2 separate regions of the Arachis hypogaea genome follow, and region 2 is linked to region 1. Evidence: chromatin contacts called from public Hi-C data. All regions are on one chromosome and are shown on one strand. The core of a region is the stretch at or near the end of the contact, and the rest is flanking DNA. Distances in the headings are between cores, read along the strand shown.

Evidence for each region. A called contact is a pair of places that touch in the nucleus more often than the background predicts.
Region 2: a Hi-C map of leaf shows a contact between it and region 1, with 2.1 times the contacts expected there. The contact joins the promoter of LOC112730178 here to the promoter of LOC112727590 in region 1. A contact is called at or near these places in 3 of 8 Hi-C or Micro-C datasets (leaf and an unstated tissue).

Annotation. Positions count from the first base shown.
Region 1 is chr12:83,260,438-83,267,013 of arahy.Tifrunner.gnm2.J5K5, reverse strand. It overlaps LOC112727590 (10 kDa chaperonin, mitochondrial), which reads left to right and starts at 3,134. Exons shown (of 3, transcript XM_025777396.3): 1 at 3,134-3,431; 2 at 4,357-4,496; 3 at 5,345-5,641. The coding sequence starts at 3,327. The coding sequence ends at 5,393. It overlaps LOC112730173, which reads left to right and starts at 98. Exons shown (of 7, transcript XM_025780273.1): 1 at 98-431; 2 at 555-671; 3 at 829-998; 4 at 1,200-1,374; 5 at 1,468-1,524; 6 at 2,199-2,394; 7 at 2,529-2,550. The coding sequence starts at 98. The coding sequence ends at 2,550.
Region 2 is chr12:83,568,577-83,575,152 of arahy.Tifrunner.gnm2.J5K5, reverse strand. LOC112730178 reads left to right here and starts at 2,411. Exons shown (of 1, transcript XM_025780278.1): 1 at 2,411-3,592. The coding sequence starts at 2,411. The coding sequence ends at 3,592.

The DNA of each region.
Region 1 (6,576 bases), core at 1,885-4,384:
CTTCAATACTTGAGATATCAAACATGAATACTTTAGCTCCTCAACAAGATAGTTCAAAGTCAAAGTTCCCACAATTTAATCTTGAACAAATGGAAGTATGTCATTTGGTAAGAGTCCAGGAATTCGACCAATGATTTGGAAGTTCCATCCAAGTAAAAGAGATGAAATTCGTCGAGCTTATCTTAAAGCTAGACCAAATCAACCAATACTTGATAAGTATCCATTCTCGAGCGATACAAGTCATCGTCGTCATTTTCAAGCTTCTTGGTTTGAATTATATCCTTCATGGTTAGAGTATTCTATTGAAAATGATGCTGTATATTGTTTACCATGCTACCTATTTGCTATGGAATCTTCAATCAATACAGGTTCAAATGCTTTCATTGAAAATGGCTTCAGGAATTGGAAGAAGGTAAATAGTGAAAAAGATGGTTCTCTTTTGAATCACATTAGCAAAGGCCCCAATTCGTTCCATCATAGGGCAACGAAATCATGTGATGATTTGATGAAACAATCATAACATGTTGATACACTTATGAAATGACAAACATCAGAGGAAATTGAGAATAATCAACATAGACTTGGAGCATCTATTGATTGTATTAGATGGTTGACTTTTCAAGGTTGCACTTATAGAGGCCATGATGAAAGCTTGAGTTCAGATAATCGAGGTAACTTTATTGAATTGTTAAAGTTTTTGGGTTCTTACAATAGTAGTATTCAGAAGCTTGTTTTGGAAAATACTCCTAGATTTGCTAAATATACTTCAAGTGATGTTCAGAAAGAAATTCTACATATTCTTGCTACAATGGTAAGAAACTCAATTAGAAAGGATATTGGAGATGTCAAATTTTGTTAGAAAGGATATTGGAGATGCCAAATTTTGTATTATCATTGATGAAGTTCGTGATGAATCTAAAAAAGAGCAAATGGCTATTGTTTTGAGATTTGTTGATGTGGATGATTTTGTTCGTGAACGCTTATTTGATCTTGTACATGTTAGTGATACTAGTGCCTTGACTTTGAAAAAGAGTTGGTGTCTGTGCTTTCTATTTATAATCTCCAAATTAAAAATATTCGAGGTCAGGGGTATGATGGTGCTAGCAATATGAGAGGGGGAATGGAATGGTTTACAAGCTTTATTTCTCAATGATTTCCGACAAGCATATTATGTCCATTGTTTTGCTCATAGATTGCAGTTAACACTTGTGGCTGCTTCAAAAGAAGTACTTCAATTTCATGAGTTTTTCACACAATTGACTGCTATTGTCAATATTATTGGTGCATCTTGCAAACGACATGATCAACTACAAGAAGCTCAAGAAATTGAAAATACAAAATTAATTGCCAATGATGAGTTAAAAACAAGTCAAGGTGCAAATCAAATTGGCACTTTACAAAGAGCTAGAGATACAAGATGGAGTTTTCACTTTCATTTTATTTGTAGCTTGATAAGAATGTTTGCAGCTACTCATACCGTTCTTAATAACATTATTGATGATGGTACAACTTCTGCTAAAAGAGGTGAGGCTTATGGTATCGACAAAGTGCTATCCTCGTTTGAATTTGTTTTTTATATTTGATGAAGGAAATTATGGGGATTACTAATATTTTGTGCCAAGCATTACATTAAAAATCTCAAGATATTTTAAATGCAATGCATGCTGTTTCCACATCAAAACTACTTCAAAAATTGAGGGATAATGGTTGGTGCAATTTACTTGAGATTGTTAAGAAGTTTTGTGAGAAACATGAAATTCACATCCCTGATATGAGTACACAATACACGGTTGGAAGAGGTCGATCTCGTCAACCAAAGATAACAATCAAGCATCATTATCGAGTATATGTGTTTTTAGCAGCAATTGACTCTCAAATTCAAGAGTTAAATAGTAGATTCAATGAGGAAACCATGGAGCTTTTGACTTTAAGTAATGCTTTGTCCCTAAAGACAATTTTAAGTTGTTTAATATTCAGAATATATGCAAGTTAGCTGAAAAATTTTATCCTTCAGATTTTTTCTTATCAAAAAAGGATTCTTTTGAATGCTCAATTGTAACATTATGCATTTGATATACCGAATCATCTAAAAGATGTTGGGACACTTTCTGAGTTATGTCAAAGATTGAAAGAAACAGAAAAATAAAAAACTTATCATTTGGTTAATAGACTGATTCGCAATGTCTTGACTTTTCCAGTATCTACAACAACAATAGAAAGAGCTTTCTCGGCAATGAAAATTGTTAAAACAAGACTTCGGAGTAAAATGGCAGACGAATTTCTTGCAAATAATTTAGTCATTTACATTGAAAAAGAAATTGCAGCTACTTTCAGTACAAATTCAATAATAGATGACTTTGAATCAAGGAAAAAGCATCGAGCTCAATTGTCTATGTAAGTTGCAAATTTTAATTTATTTCACCTCTAATAATATTGTTACTAATTTTTTTATTGCATAAATTATGGTTGTGATTTAAATTATTTACATGAAGGTTGAAGCATAATACATTTTTTTAATAATTTTGCAGGAAACGTCTAAAAAGAAATTGAATAGTATTTGAAGATTCTAAAAACAAGTATGTAACAACTTATATTTACAATATTTGAAATTAGTTTTGAGATATTTGTGTTTAATTATTTTAATATACGGTATGTTCAGTTATCTTATAAAAAGTAAATTTTTAAGGTTTAGTTGTTATTTTTAATTAAAATTATATATAGAGTTATTTTTAACTTTTTTTTGTTAAAATAAAAAACTAAAAAAGATATTGACCCCTAGTAAATATTGTCTAGCTTCGCCCCCTGCAGTCCGCTGTATGAAAGACACATATCTTAGGTACCAAAATCAGACCATTCAATTTGTGTACCTAAAGTGAACCGTTCGATTTTTATTTCTATGACCATTCGATTTACTTGCAGCTGTCCTCCACAATAACATTAAACATGCAACTCTTTAATAACATTGCATTACACAATGCCAAGCTCCATTTTAAAATTCAAAAGTATATATTTACAAATTTTGCATTTTTCATTTTTTCTTATAATTTATTCAGAAGATGTTAATCTACATATTATATTTTAAATATAAATTATTAATACAAAATATAACAAATAAAAAATGAAAAATTAAGTTACCAAAAAACCTTTTAGGATAAGTTAATATTGAGGCACTCAAAAGGGAGCAAAAATTTTAGCTGAAAATTCTAGAAACTCCTCCGACAATTGAATATAAAGTATAAACCCCCTCTAAAACCCTACCAGCCGAAAATCCTACGATTTCTTTACTGAATCAACCCCCCTCCCTCTCTCTCTCTCTCGTGTTTCAAATGGCAAAGCGCCTTGTTCCTCTACTGAATCGTGTATTGGTTGAGAAAATCATCCCTCCATCGAAGACCAACACTGGCATTCTTTTACCAGAGAAGACCACCAAGGTCTTAATTTATACCCATTTCTCCTTTACTTCTTTATCTCAATTATATATTTTATTTTTTGTCTCAAAATTTCTTAATGCAATTTCTTTCTGTTCCCACTTTCCGTTATGTTAATTATTCTCAACAATACCACTATGTTTTTTGTTTAGTTGATGCCCCTCGGGCACCGAACTTTTTAAGAGAATTGTTATTAATTATTATTATTGGATCCATGGTTATCTACACAAATGTGTTGGAACTTTTCCTTTGTTTTCCCGTAATTTGCCATTGGAAATGTATTCCTCCTATTATTTTATTTTATTTTATTTTTTTTACTGTACCTGTATTTATGTTTCTCTTATCACAACTTAATTGTTAGAGGGAGAAAAGTTAATGTTAGATTGATATGATAGGCTAGAGAAAAATAGCAAACATTTTTGCACCCCAATTTGATGAAGAACGAATTATTGTAGGATCAATTTGTGGTCAAATGCTATAAATCAGTAGTAATCCATGAAAGAGTTTCCAAACTGTGAAATACACTTGTGAAAGTTGATTATATGTCCTAATTCTGGGTTTGATTCTCATAAATGTCTTTCGCTTGTTGCTTATCGTTCTCTACTCTTATAGAATTCTGCTCCACATTGATGGAACAAAAATGTTTTCCTAGTTCAAAAGTTTCCTGTGCAATCAGTGTTAGTGTTACGTATTTTTAACACAGGATTTCTTAGTATATTTTGTGTTGAGTGCTTCTTGATCGAAGTACATTTCATGACTTGGCGATTGTCGTTGAGGGAAAAATTGTTTCCCTGGTTCAAATTTTTTTTGTGCAATCAGTATTAGTGTTATGTTCTTAACACGGGTTTTCTTATTATTAAATACGTCCAATTTGTGTGGAACTCTTGCTTGATTGAAGTGCATTTGATGACTTGGTGACTTGCTTTAGTTGAACTCGGGAAAAGTTATTGCTGTTGGCCCCGGTCTTCGTGGCAAGGACGGGAACCTAATTCCTCTTGCCGTGAAGGAAGGCGACACTGTCCTTTTACCTGAATATGGAGGAACAGAGGTGAAACTTGCTGACAAAGAGTAAGTACATCTTTTGTACATTCCATGTTCCATTTATTTCTTTGATTGGCACTCTTACAGTTCTTAATTTCATATTTTTGCATGGCTTGACACATTCGATGTGATAAGCTTTAAAATGCCTTTTTAAGTTTTTTTTTTTTCTTCCGGCATATATTCGTAAAATAAAAATGTTGAGTAATTAGGTTTTAGCTGCACTTTTGTCCAATTAATTTTTAGTGTTTTCTGCACTTTTGATTCTTAACCTGATAGGCTTGTGAAAGGTTTTCTTTTTTTTTAATTTTCAGTATTTTCTGTTTTCAGAATTTTGTAGAAAAAAATAAAAATAAAAACAAGGGAAAACAAGATTCCATTGTTTTCATTATTTTTCCTTTTTTCCCCCCACAAAGTCTTGAAAACAAAAGATCTTGAATGTTGAGGCCTCTTAAAAAAGTCGGGAATTTGATTGAATTTTTTCCACAAGGACAAATATGGCAGGCAATTGTTTACGCATTAAGGTTAAATTTATTTTGCACGAGGGGGCATAAGGCTTTCACTTAAGCTATGTTTGAACACTGTTTCTAAAATAGAAATATGAATACAAAAAAATGGGCTTAAAAAATTCTTGTATTTCGTGTGTTTCTTAAAACTTGGATAGGAAATATATGTACGTATTTGCCTCTTTGTTTCTATCTCTACCTTTATCTCTATATTTCAATTTCAAAAGCATAATTCAAACAACCACGGAAGCTTTAACCTTTGGATAAAATTGGCCGTTCACACTGGCTATATTCGTCATAGTTGCAACAACAGCTGCTGATTTTATTTTAGATTATGATTTATTTATTTATTTATTTATCTTTTACTCTTAGGTATTACCTGTATCGAGACGAAGACATTATGGGGACACTCCATGAATGATAGGGCCGTTCTCGTCACCCATTTAGAAGCTTGCTGTAGCAACTATGTATGTTACACTTTCTGCGAGCAGTTTACATTCTCTTCTAATTTTAATATATCAAATGTGTATTTTGTTAGTAGGAACCAAATAACTTATGGTTTTAATTTTAGTCCAACTTTCTATAATACATTTGGAGTTTTGTTTTAAATTTAGGAACTGTTATGGATACCATAAATTTCCTGTTTGCTAATTTTGTTGTTTTGGCTCATTGCTCACTTGATTGCATACATTGCCTTTATTTGAATGTTTATCCCCTTTATGTTTATCTCTCTTCCCCTAATCCTCTCTTGTAGGATGAAAAACAATTGCGGTTAAATTTGTTTGTTGACTTACACTGTGAAGGTTAAATGGTTAATAGAAATGCAACAGACAAAACTAACTCATGATACTTAGCAATTAGCATTGTATAGTAGTATAAAGAATAGGATTAGGAGTGTGAATCGGTGAGTGTATGTAAAGGAAGGTGTAGTACATGTACTGTAAACTCAGAATCATACCCAACTCATTCAGTTTCATTTCTTCACTCATTTTTCTCTTGTGCAATCTTCATTGATCAAACACCACTTTTTATCACAAGTCTTGAAACTCTAATATGGTATCCAGAGCCAGTAGTTAACATCATGGCAGTGATCCACACCAGTGCTTCCACATGCAAATACCTTCTACCTATCATCATTGATAAGATGAACGAGAACAATTTTCTCACATGGCACCACTCTGCCAACATCACGGTTGGAAGGTCACTTTAAGAAGGAAAAGATTCTACCTCAATGCGTAGATTCTGGAGATGCAATGAAAACCTACCAAAGTAGAATTAGATACAATATAAAGAGTGGAAACTTGAAGATCTTTCACTCATGACATGGCTTTTGGCATCAGCGCACTCTAACTTAAAGAACAAGATAGTGCATTGCAACTCTTTTTATGATAAAAATCAAGAAGTTTTCACTGCCTCTTTTAGAGCTAGAGTACCAAGTCTTAAAGCCCAACTAAAATTAGTAAAGATTACTTGAGTTATGCAGATGAATATCTTACTAGAATTAGGCATTTAGTAGATTCTTTGATAGCAATTGATTGCCCCGACTCTGGAGTTGATCATATTCAAACCATCATTGATAACCTTACCGAGGAATATAAAGACAT
Region 2 (6,576 bases), core at 1,162-3,661, 310 kb before region 1:
AAATTAAATAGAAAAAAATTAATTCTTTTATATATTTTATCAAAAAATTCTACTTAAATAAATATTTTATTTACACCAACAAATAAAGAGAAGTCTATTTACTTATAAATGATTATATTAAATGATAAGATACGAAAAAAAAAAATATTGCATCTTTAAAAAGAAAAACACTCCTATTAATTTTACTTTATATTTTTTTTATTATTTTAATACTTTAAATATAATTATATTTTAAGATCCTTATAAAATTATAATTATATGTTTTGTTTACTAATTTTTAACTATAATTTACTAACACCTTAGGAAATATCTCTTCATATAATTGTGAGAAAAAAGTCTATGCCATAAAAAATTTAAAAATAGAAAATGCAAATAATTTGTGTAAGCCAATTAATGAAATAATAAAAATATACTTTTTACTCAAAATTATTGTGAACGAAATTAAAGAATCAATTTTAAATATTTTTTAATACTATTTTAAGTTTGTATCACTTGAGACACTATTTGATAAAGTGGGTCAAAGAAAAATGTTAACATATATTTTTATTTTATACAATTTAAATTAATCTTATTAAAAATAATTTATTCAATATTTATCTACATACGTAATAAATATTCTAAAAATTTTTATTCTTATTATTATAAATGTCATTAAAAAATTGCATGCATTAGGAGAAGAAGAACAAATAAATATCAAAAGAAAAGCTATAAAATCCGAAAAATAAAGTTAATATTTAAAGAATAAAAAAAAATATACAATTCATTTTAATTTACTTATTTACATATATAGAATATCATATACCTAATGCTAACAAATAAAAAATAGAAATTTTAAATAGAAAATTTTTTTACAATAATACATGGTTATCAAAATATTGTCCCAACAAAAAATACTAAAACTCAATTTCTATTATAACAAATAAAATAGGTAATACTATAAAAATTTCAGTTATTCAAAACAATTATTTATATTGCTCATTTATACATATAAAGATGGAACAAAAAAGACAATAAAAAATACATACAAATCAACAATTTAGAAAGAATATGTCCTTACAAAAACATATGACAAAAAAAAAAAGAAAAAGAAATAACTCAACAATAACCAAAAATAAAAAAAGACAAATACCACATAAAAAGATTAAGTCCGTCAACTAAAATAAATACGAAAACAAAAACAAATAAAAATGTAACTATGTACAACTTCAATATAAAAAAAATGTGTACTACAAAATATTTTAAGTAAAAAATACAATCAAATTTAACATTAATTTACATATATTTTAATTAATTTTTAAATAATATAATATATATTAAAATATATTATATACTATCATTATTTTTTATTATGCGCATTAGTATTTTATAAAAGTTGATACCAAAGTCATTCTACATTCAAGTGAAGAGATTACTTATAATTTTGCCATATAAATATTATGGTAGATGCCATTTTATTATGAAACCAAACATATATACTTATTTCTTTTTAATTTTAATGTTACTTCCTGAAATGGTTTTTACAATAATTAGCAAGATGATCCATACTACTAAAATCTCTTCTTAACAATATTAATGTCCTCTTAACTATTTAATTCGAATTTAGTAACTGTTCTCGTAATAATTAACAAAATTAATCCTATAACTAAAATCTTTTTTAAGTAATGTTAATTGTTTTTTAAATTATTCGATTTATATTTTTAAAACATATAATTTACATGTATATAGACACTGGAAGTAACATTTAAAGTCACAATAACGAATTAATAATGACAAATATTAAAAAATATTAGAGTTTTTCAAAAGAGTAATCGTAAAGAGGATGACATATAAAATCAACAATGTAAAGTGATACATAACGTATACCTCGGCAGGTAAGATATATAGATTTTTCGGATAGAAACGCAACCAAATAATAACAAACCCACCAAGTTCAGACGAGTTATAATAGAGCTCAGAAGTCATAACTAACACTTTCAAACGTTATCCTAAAGATAATCTCGGAGGCCATAACTAACGTCATCATAGAGATAATCTCGGAACTCATGGAAAACTCCGAAAAATACTATAACCGAACATATCAAAAATGCCTATATAAACAGATAGGTAACCTCGGAGTAAAACATGTTACACAACTCACTCTGATTCATTTTCTCTTATTTTCTCATAACTCACATTCTTACTTGAGCGTCGGAGTGCTTTTTGCAGGTGCTTCCGCCGCGGTGTTCCAACCCAGCCGACGTATACCTCTTCCACCTGAGCACAGTTGCAGGCAGAAGGAGTCGCTATACCTCGGCAACATCAAAACGGAACATTTGGTGCCACCGTGGGGCCGGAATTAATCTAATCCCACTATTACTGCTACACTGCGTTTTTCTCTTTTCTTTTGCGCAGGGATTTCGACCTTCTAGATATGGCTGAGAACGGAGCTCAACAATTCAACCAAGCCGAACTTCTAGGCCAGATGGCCGAACTCCAAGCAGAAGTCCAAAGACTTGCTGAACATTCCACACAAAATAATGCAGGAAAGCATGAAGAAGGTAGCTCCAAAAGCTCGGCCCTGGGGAACTCAGATCCTTTAAGCATCACCCCGCCAAAGGAAAAGCTGACGCTGGATAACCCTTTCTCCGAAGAAATCACAAACTTCAGGATGTTGAAGAATTTCGTGCTGCCTAACTCCCTGGAACCATATAAGGGGATTGGCGACCCCCGAGCTCATATAAAAAAATTCCAGTCTATGATGTTCTTTAACGGCGCTAATAATGAACCTATACTTTGTCAATCTTTTCCCACTTACCTTGACGGTGCTACTCTACTTTGGTTTTCTAAATTATCTGCAGGATCAATTTCATCCTTCGAGGATCTGGCGAGGTCTTTTATCGACTACTTCGCCGCCTCAAGGATTTACGTCCATGGATCAGACTACCTCGGGACGATCAAGCAAGGACAACATGAAAGCCTTAAAGACTACTTAACCCGATTCGCCGAGGCCACCATGGAGATTCCAGATTTGGACCCTAAGGTCCACCTGCACGCGCTTAAGACAGGCCTCAGACCTGGGAAATTCAGAGAAACAATTGCAACTACTAAACCCAGGTTGTTGGAAGAATTCCGAGAGAGAGCTGCAGGTCAGATGGAGATCGAGGAATTACAAGAAGCTCAAAAAACGGAAGAACAGCCGACAAGAAGAGAGGAAGAGAGGACATTCAAACCGCCGAGCAAAAAAGAGCAAAAGAAGCCCTTTAAGCTCACACCAAAGTTCGATACCTACACCAGATTCAATACAAAGAGGGAGAACATAATCAAGGAAATCCTCAACGCCAAAATAGTCAAACCCCCCGCCAGAGCAGGAAGCTATCAAGATCAACGGTTCGTGGACAGAAGTAAGCACTGTGCCTTCCACCAGAAGTATGGACACACGACGGATGAATGCTTAATAGCCAAGGACCTGTTGGAAAGGTTAGCTCAGCAAGGGCTCCTAGACAAGTATGTCGAGGGACGAAAAAGCAGGGAAACCAAAAAGGAGCCAGAAGAGCGATCAACAGAGAAAGAAAAAGGAAAATGGACAACAATAGACCCCCCAGGGGGATCATAAACTGCATATCAGGAGGATATGCAGGAGGAGGTGAAACAAGCTCGGCACGAAAAAGAAATTACCGAGCAATGTTGGCAATCGAAGGAACAATACCTACAACAAAGCACAACACAACAGAGCCATAGATAACCTTTAGTCAAGATGACCTAACCTCAACAGGCCCAAACCTCAATGACCCAGTGGTGATCTCCATCCAAACAGGAGAGTTATTGGTAAGAAAGGTCCTCTTGGACCTAGGTAGTAGTGCTGATGTACTATTCTATTCAACCTTTATAAAAATGCAATTATCTGAAAAAGGCCATGCAACCTTCATCGGGAGAACTGGTTGGGTTCTCTGGAGAAAGGGTCCCAATAAAAGGACACATATGGCTAAAAACAACCATAGGCAACCCCCCATTAGCAAAAACTATTGACGTCCAATATCTTATAGTTGACTGTCCTAGTCCTTATAACATTATTCTTGGAAGGCCCGCCCTGAATAACTTCAGGGCGGTAGTATCTACATTACAATTGTGTGTTAAGTTTCAAGTACAAAACAACAAGATAGCAACAGTACATTCAGACCGACAACAAGCTCGGCAATGCTACAACGCCAGCCTGAAGAAAACCAACATACAACCAAGGGCTAATCAGGGAACGAAAATAACTCACACCACATCCGAGGTATTGATGCTCGCCGACTTGGATCCAAGGGAGGACTTCCAGGAAAGGCCCCAGCCAACAGACGAACTCCAGAAGATTCCTCTGACGACAAAGGCCGAACAGTTCACTTATATCGGCCGAGAATTAGAAGGAGAGGAGAGAACAAAGCTAATAAGGGTGCTCCAAGACAACGCCGACTTATTCGCATGGACACCAAAAGACATGCCAGGAATAGATCCGAGTATAATCTGCCATAAGTTCTCCATAAACAAAACAAGTAGGCCGATCACCCAGAAAAAGAGGAACCTCGGAACTGAAAAAATGAAAGCAGCCCTTGAAGAGACAAAGAAGCTCCTCAACGCCGGCTTTATCAAAGAGCTCCGCTTCACCACGTGGCTCTCAAATGTGGTAATGGTAAGGAAACACTCAGGTAAATGGCGCATGTGCATCGACTTTACAAATTTAAATAAAGCTTGTCCAAAAGATGCCTATCCTTTACCTTGCATTGATAAACTAGTAGATAATGCTTCTGGGTTTAAAAGTCTAAGCTTCATGGATGCATACTCTGGGTATAACCAGATCCTTATGCATCCAGAAGACCAAAGCAAAACGGTTTTTATAACAGAACACGAAAATTTTTGTTACAAAGTTATGCCATTTGGCCTTAAAAATGCAGGAGCAACATACCAACGACTTATGGACAAAGTCTTCCAACATCAGATAGGACCAAACATGGAGATCTATGTAGATGACATGGTAGCAAAAACCTAGGCACAGGGATCACACTGTGATGACCTGGAAGAGGTCTTCCAACAGCTCCGAGCATATAACATGAGACTCAACCCAGAAAAATGCGCATTTGGAGTTCAAGGAGGGAAATTCCTCGGATTTATGCTGACCTCACGAGGGATTGAGGCAAACCCAGAAAAATGTGAAGCTATTCTTAAAATGAACAGCCCGAAGACAATAAAAGAAGTACAACAACTAGCAGGAAGAGTTGCTGCACTATCACGATTTCTACCTGCAGTAGCAAACCGATCATACCATTTTTTCTAAACAATCTCCAAGAACAAAAAGTTCAACTGGACAGAAGAATGCGAACGATCTTTCACAGAGCTTAAACAAATACTATCATCACCACCAATCCTCCAAAAACCAGAGCTCGGTAAACCATTATTTTTGTACTTATCAGTTTCTAACCATGCCATAAGTTCGGTGCTAGTGTCTGAAACAAGGGAAACACAAAACCCAGTGTACTTCGTCAGCAAAGTTCTACAACCGCCAGAAACCAGGTATCCGAAGATAGAACAGCTCGCATTAGCCTTGGTCACAACAGCAAGAAGACTGAGGTAATATTTCGAAAGCCACATTATAATAGTCAGAACAAATCAACCACTGCGACAGATTCTAACCAAGCCCGAGCTGGATGGACGTCTAACAAAGTGGTCCGTTGAGCTCTCTGAATATGACGTACAATATTAACCTCGGAAGACTCCAAGACTGCAAATACTAGCCGACTTTATCTCTGAGCTAACAACGGATTACAAGCAAATAGAACATAACTGGAAACTTTATGTAGATGGCGCAGCAAACAAAAACGGAAGTGGAGCGGGTGTAACACTTAAAGAAGGCGAACAGGTCATAGCCGAGCAGTCATTACAATTCTCCTTTACAGCATGCAACAACCAGGCGGAGTACGAAGCTCTTCTAGCCGGACTAAAGCTCACCCAGGACTTGCAAATATCTCACCTCACTTTATATTGTGACTCACTACTTGTCGTCCAGTAGATCAAAGGCGACTTCCAGGGAAAAGATTCTTTGTTAGAGAAGTACTGGCTCATAACAAAGGATCTTATTTCAAAATTTCATAAGTTTGAAATTATACATGTGAACAGAGAACAAAACACAAGAGCCGATGTTTTATCTAAGTTAGCAACAACAAGGCCACAATCACACACACCAACACTTTCACAATTAACACTTGAAAAACTAAGCTTTCAATTAAATAGCATATTGAGCATTACACAGGAAAGAGATTGGAGGACACCGTTTCTCGAATACATCAAAACATGAGTCATCCCAACAGATGAACAAAACCAAAAGCTCTTTCGAAGAAGAGCAAGCTACTATAGAGTAGTCGGAGACAACCTATACAGGCGAAGATTCTCGCAACCCCTTTTAAGATGCATAAGCAAGAACGAAGCCGAAATGGTAATGGCGGAGACGCATGAAGGAGTATGCGGCAACCACATTGGAGGCCGAGCATTATCCACCAAAATATTATGAACAGAGTACTACTGGCCAACAATGAAGAGAGATTGCATAGCCAAAGTAAAAAAATG